Linked DNA regions of Mus musculus: region 1 is linked to region 2. A link is a contact called in public Hi-C data. All regions are on one chromosome and are shown on one strand. The core of a region is the stretch at or near the end of the contact, and the rest is flanking DNA. Distances in the headings are between cores, read along the strand shown.

Region 1 (2,969 bases), core at 257-2,756, 3.3 Mb before region 2:
CACTCAGAGAGATCTTTCTTCGATATGATATGATTGGTTTGAGAGTAGATAGGACCTGTCCATAATTTTTCTAAATGTCAGGGGTTAAGAGCAAACTATGAACTGATGAGCGGTGATGCTAGTTCCCTTGTGCTTCCACCCTTCACTCTCTGGGCTCTGGTTTGTCTATGAGAATGGTTCTACTAAGAAGACCTACTCAGGTGGCAGTGGTTGTTGGGAAACTTCTAAGGCTGGTCTAAGTCTCCAGTCAACAATGCCCTAGGAAATATTCCAGAAAGTAGTCGACAATTGCCATGACAATCACATGAGCTGGGATGTACACATCAGATTGGACACGTTGAGCAGTTCTTTGGGTATCAATGATACCTTAATAAAATGGGTTCAAAGAGCAAGCCGGGAAACAAAGCAGCCAATTCTGGAGACTGAATCTTTCTTCCTGAAAAGTAAGATCCAGAGAGTCTAGAGCTCTGTCATAGCCTGTGTTTATAATCCTTCTTACCTATAGGTTGCAAAGAGAATAAATTCAGAGCATGGAAGTGGGCTCCTAAATGTTGCATAGATTGCTTTCTCCATTTGTCTAAACAACAACAACAACAACAACAACAACAACAACAACAACCCAGGACTATAATAATAATTAGAAAGACAAAGATACTACCAGCTTATCAATTGCATCACAAGTGTGGTCTCTAACCGCTCTGTGTCATATGCCCAGTTTTTAGTCCAGTAAGAATGAAGGAAACTGTGGAATGGCTTAAGTAAAATGCCCTGAGTTCTTCTCTTGTTGCTGTTGCTTAATTTTATCTTCCTTGGAGTTTCCCTTCGGTACAGTGGCACATAGAAGCCATCTCCCATTTTGTGGCTTTCTCAGTGGTAGAAATTCGCGTAATTTTGTCATATTCATGAAATTATTCAGTTACTCATAAACTCTCCAGACACAGTCCACACTTAAGTAATGAAAGAGAGCCAAAAGGAATTCCTTTGCTGACTGATACTGACTGACTGAGGTAGCTTAGAGCCAAGTTGAAAGCCAAGTTCCCCTACCTCCCATTAATCATCAGTTCTAAGTGATCAGCTGTAATGCTGTCCTTACCACTTTGCAGACATTAGCCCTGACACTTCAGTGAGGTGCATATTGTCATCTCTGGTTTTACCAATTTTTAGAAATTAAAAAACAAAAAGCTAAAAGGTTATTTGCTTAAGACTTTTTCCTGTCCATGTCATATATAGAGGGGAACACGACTGCATTGCCTTTTTTTCTTTCTTTCTATCTAGTCTCCTTCCCCCAATTATGCAGAACTTAAATAACATTTTTGAAACAATATTAGTATCTCTCTTGCTCATGTTTTTGAAGAATTTAGAGATTAAAAAAAATCTAGCACTGTAATTAAAATGTGAAAGCAAAAGCTATTTGTAGCAGAAAAACATCCCATTAATGTGATTTCCTTGTGGCGGATTGACAAGTTCAAAGCAGCAATGCAGGTTGCCATGGGCACCAGATTCTATTTGCTCTGCTGGTTCATTTTACTTAGCTACTAAAGGAGGAGGGTAGCATCCAGCCAGGATGCGCAGAACATTGTTAGAATAGATTTGTAATTTCTGTGGAATACCTTCTCTTTATATATCTATCTAGATCATAGCTGCAAACAGTGTATATGGTTGTTTTAGGGGCAGAGGTTTTGGAATTTCTTAGAAATGTGGACGGCAGAGGGGTGCATGGTAGACTGGGTTTTCTCCCTTCTCAAATAGCTCATCCATCACAGGCTGTAAATGAATATTTGTTCAAAAGATAGTGGAATGGATGAATGGGTAACTCATTATAACGTGCCTGCTGCCTGCGTTAGATTCAAGTTTGTGAAGAGAGGCTCTAGGGTAGAAATTGCAACAAAGAAGTAGCAGGGAATGTCAGGAAGGAGAAGCAAACACACACACACACACACACACACACACACACACACACACACACACACACACACTGGATGCAATCTGTACTTTTGCAGAGCCTGAGATCAGGAGAGAAAGCAAGGGGAGAGCGTGAGGAGAATGATGCATTCCAGAGACCACCACAGACTACATAAGAAACAATCAAGTCACGAAACCTCCCTGACAGTGTCCTGCGCCCACCCTCATCTAACTCTGGCTCCTCATTAGCTGTCTCGTGCCTCAAGGAGGAAGCGCCTCAAGGAGGAAGCGAGACATGGTGGGGGCAACTTCCTGTCACTGGAGGGTCAGGAGTGCTTCCCTGGCCCTGAATCAAAGGCTGGAGTTTTGTTTCATTTGTTTTAAGTTCCCAGGCTGGGCAAGGCAACTTTCCCTTTGAATTATGCTCCTTTCTTCCCTGACAAATGACGCCTCCTGCCAATGCCTTCCCATCAGGAAAGGCTCCTGCTCCTTGGTGCACAACAACCGCAGTTCACAATTTAAAATGATGGTTCCAGGATTACAATAGAAATGGCAATGTTTCACACACTCACAACCCTGCCCACAATCCCTACTTTCAATTCTAAGCAAATTCTGGTAGTGTCTTTTGTATTTGCCCCGTGCTTAAGTAAGCAAAAAGGAAGGATATAGCAAATGTCTTCCAAATCTATGTTTATCATGAACACAAATTATAGCTTCAGTTGTTTTTTGTTATATGTAAATCAACTGACAGATGTATGTATTGGCAGCAAATCTTGTGAGGGACATGGCCCTGTCTGCTGCTAAATATACATCTCTAGCTCTCCTGGGAAGGAATATAATTATGAACTGTTATATAGAATATAATGAATTGCTGTTAATATTTCCTGACTTCTCATTCTGTGCCCCCTAGTAGTTGCCTACCGCAGTCTTTATCAGAGTTCCTGGAGGACTGAGGATGGTTTACCTCTATTTTGGTTTATCACTATGAGCTTCAGAGTATTTTGAGCACTGCCTCCATTTACCCATCCGCAACCAGTAGCCAATTATTGTAGCCTCCCCCAGCCTGA
Region 2 (2,734 bases), core at 162-2,661:
TGTCCAGGCTCCAGCTGCTAGGGGTGGGATTCACAGCTGGAAGGGAATAACACAGCTAAACACACAAGAGCCAGCTTTGCCTTTCAAATGCTTGAGATCTTAGGAGTCTGGCAGAATTATCCAGAACGTAGTCAAAAAGACCACAAAACCTTAAGCAGTAACCAAGCAGGACACTTCCCCAATATTAAACCTCTCTCTAATTGGTTACCTAACAGAGCTGACATTTAATTGAGTAACAGCAGGTCTCTTTATTTCCCTCAAGCTGTCAAACAGAACTGCAAATCTCTATGCCAGGGAGTAGCAACCTGCTGAGAATTCCAAATGTGTTTAGATGCTGAGAAATAGATGGAAAATATAGTCATCAGCCTATTTGTAGAAATGTCTGAACAAATGGCCATCTAAAGGAGGTGATGAGGCAAAGGGCACTCTCTTATTTCAACTGTGTGGCAGAAGTACCAAGGACAGGGTTGAGGGTGCCACACTGACCAGTCCTGTCAGGAAAGGATGAGTTCCAAATGGACAGATTACACTAAGTAAGTCCTGAGAAAACCACTTGGACTGCTGATAACGTCATTGTTACTTTGCAATCCATCTGCTCCAGGCATCACGGTGTAGGAATATAGACAGCTCTGCTAGGAAGCAGGGCAGGACACACAAGGTTATGAAACACTCCACAATGAAGTTTCTAATAGTAAAACCAGCGTTCCCGCTTGCTTCCCGTGCAGATACTGCCATCTGACGGACGCAGTGAGAATTGCCACGTTTTATTCCTCCAAGTTACTGCTTTGATTTAATGGGGTGGAAATATTTTAAACATTATTTTTTTTTCTCTATTTCTTTTATATTTGCTGGGTAGTTTTCTTTAGTAAAGTTGGTAAAAATAACAGCACATCCCTAGTTTCTCCTGGTGAAGATCAATGCTTGACTTACAACATTAAAGCTAATTCCATGCTTTAAAATAATTTTGGCTAGGCCCTCACTAATTTTCATCTCCCTTTGGGAAGTTTTAATGTTAATCTATCAGTGTACCAAAATGGTAATACAGCCTAGTTCTTAATGGGGGCAATTAAAGTGCACTTTACTGGGACATTTCATTAGTGAGTCTTGATTCATTAGCCTGCGAGACTGCTATTTTTGAGGCCTGACCCTGAGAGGCAAACGGGTGACTTTGCAAGTCCCTGCACCCACAGTGGAGGAAGCGACATTTAATCTGCTCTTCCTGGTCTGTGTGTTGCTAATTGGCTTCTTAGCTCTATGCATGCATTTGGTGTGTGCATCTTATTTGTGTGTGCTTGACCTTGAGGCGGGCCCCACTCCATTATGCGTCTGATCGCAATGCTTGCATGGCATTTAATGGTACAAGAGCCTGTGTGAGTGACCACCAACAACAGTTGAGCTGGCTGAATATGAGCTTTGTGAAGGAGACAATGGATGGGGTCTGTGGAATCAATCTGAGGAGTAGCTACTTTCATTGTGTGAACTAGTGGCTTAATTGGCAACTTTGCTTCAGGGAGAGCAGGCTTGGCCTGGGCTCGCTGAACAACAGAAAGCCATTACACAAAGGAGCTTCTAATTTGCTCAGAGCTTAGGAGTTTATGGAGAATGGATCATGATAAACTGCCTTTCACTAATTGCCTAAAGATCACACTCACCCTGATCATTAACAGTCTAGAGCTCTACCTGCCACACGGCACACAGAAGACTGGGGGAAATGAGGACACAACAAACCCTGACACATTCTAGGACCTACAAGGGGTGGATGACTGGTACCCACCTTTCTCAGGTGCAGAAAGGTTGGGGTCACTTCGAGGCAAGGCCCCATCTCCAATATGATTAAACAGCATCCTCTGGAAAGGGAGAAGAGTCCATTTTTATGATATAATATGCTGAGGTAGGATGCCTTTTAGAAAATGAGATGGTTATCTCCTTATGAAACTCTTTGCTCAAAACATTTTCTATATGGTATAATGAGCCTAGGAACAAATAATTAAACTCTATTTAAGGAGAAAAGGGGAAACAGAGTCTTAGGTTTTCTGAAAGAAACATAATAAGAAATGGTGTTTTACATTAAATATAAATGGTAAATAATTACTCATAATAAACATAGGGAAAATTAATAGTAAGAATTCGCTAGGTATGATGTTCTTTACAAGTGTATACTGCTAGACTGGCAGTATGACATGAATAAGAATGAAAGGAGAAATATTAATTTAAAAACCTACTATATAGACAAACTTATAGTTCAAATACTATAATAGACAAAAATGAGCTAATGAATATTCTATAATTTTAACCTACAAAATTACCAATATTACATAGCTCTACCTAACTCATGAAAAGAAAAAGTGGAAACCTACAGCATTATACATTATTATAATTTTGGTAACATATATACTGATTCAAATTTTACCCAAGACAGATAACTCAGGACTAATCAAGGAAGCCTTTCAGAGTTTCCCATGCTGGCACATGATCTCTTAGAGCAGATGAAACAAACTGAAATCCCCTTGCAATGCCAGTGACAACGGGAAATAAAATTGGTTAGCTGGTTCAGGCAAACGCACTCAGAAATCATTTCTGCAAGACATCAGTGCTGCGCAGAGGAGGTATCCTGGGCCTTTCGGGAAGATCACACAATCAGCAAAGATAAACCAATCAAGCCAAATCCCACTCGCTCTCATCCAATTCCAGATGCAGCTACAGACTTCTGCCAGGATGGTGTAGAAAAACAGAG

The links. Hi-C and Micro-C count contacts between places; a contact is called where the count stands out from the background.
Region 1: a contact with region 2 is called in a Hi-C map of cortical neurons, with 7 times the contacts expected there. The contact joins two enhancer-like sites. A contact is called at or near these places in 1 of 39 promoter capture datasets (hippocampal neurons), 1 of 15 datasets of contacts at CTCF or cohesin (pro-B cells), 114 of 484 Hi-C or Micro-C datasets (the 63-12 cell line, the AtT-20 cell line, B cells and 75 more) and 5 of 115 datasets of contacts at active chromatin or transcription factors (PVALB interneurons, astrocytes, bone marrow-derived dendritic cells and 2 more).

The regions. Positions count from the first base shown.
Region 1 is chr12:44,175,723-44,178,691 of GRCm38.p6, reverse strand. No RefSeq gene overlaps it. Among named protein-coding and RNA genes, the nearest start is that of Dnajb9, 33 kb to the left of the region's middle. Within about 2 kb of position 1,506, at least 22 of the 459 cell types and tissues checked have an H3K27ac peak or open chromatin away from gene starts, as enhancers often do. A contact at or near this core is called in brain, cortical neurons, forebrain and 2 more, where this site is marked.
Region 2 is chr12:40,835,743-40,838,476 of GRCm38.p6, reverse strand. Dock4 (dedicator of cytokinesis 4) reads right to left here. Exons shown (of 53, transcript NM_172803.2): 50 at 1,775-1,847; 51 at 1-36. Among named protein-coding and RNA genes, the nearest start is that of Immp2l, 190 kb to the left of the region's middle. Within about 2 kb of position 1,411, at least 38 of the 459 cell types and tissues checked have an H3K27ac peak or open chromatin away from gene starts, as enhancers often do. A contact at or near this core is called in brain, cortical neurons, forebrain and 2 more, where this site is marked.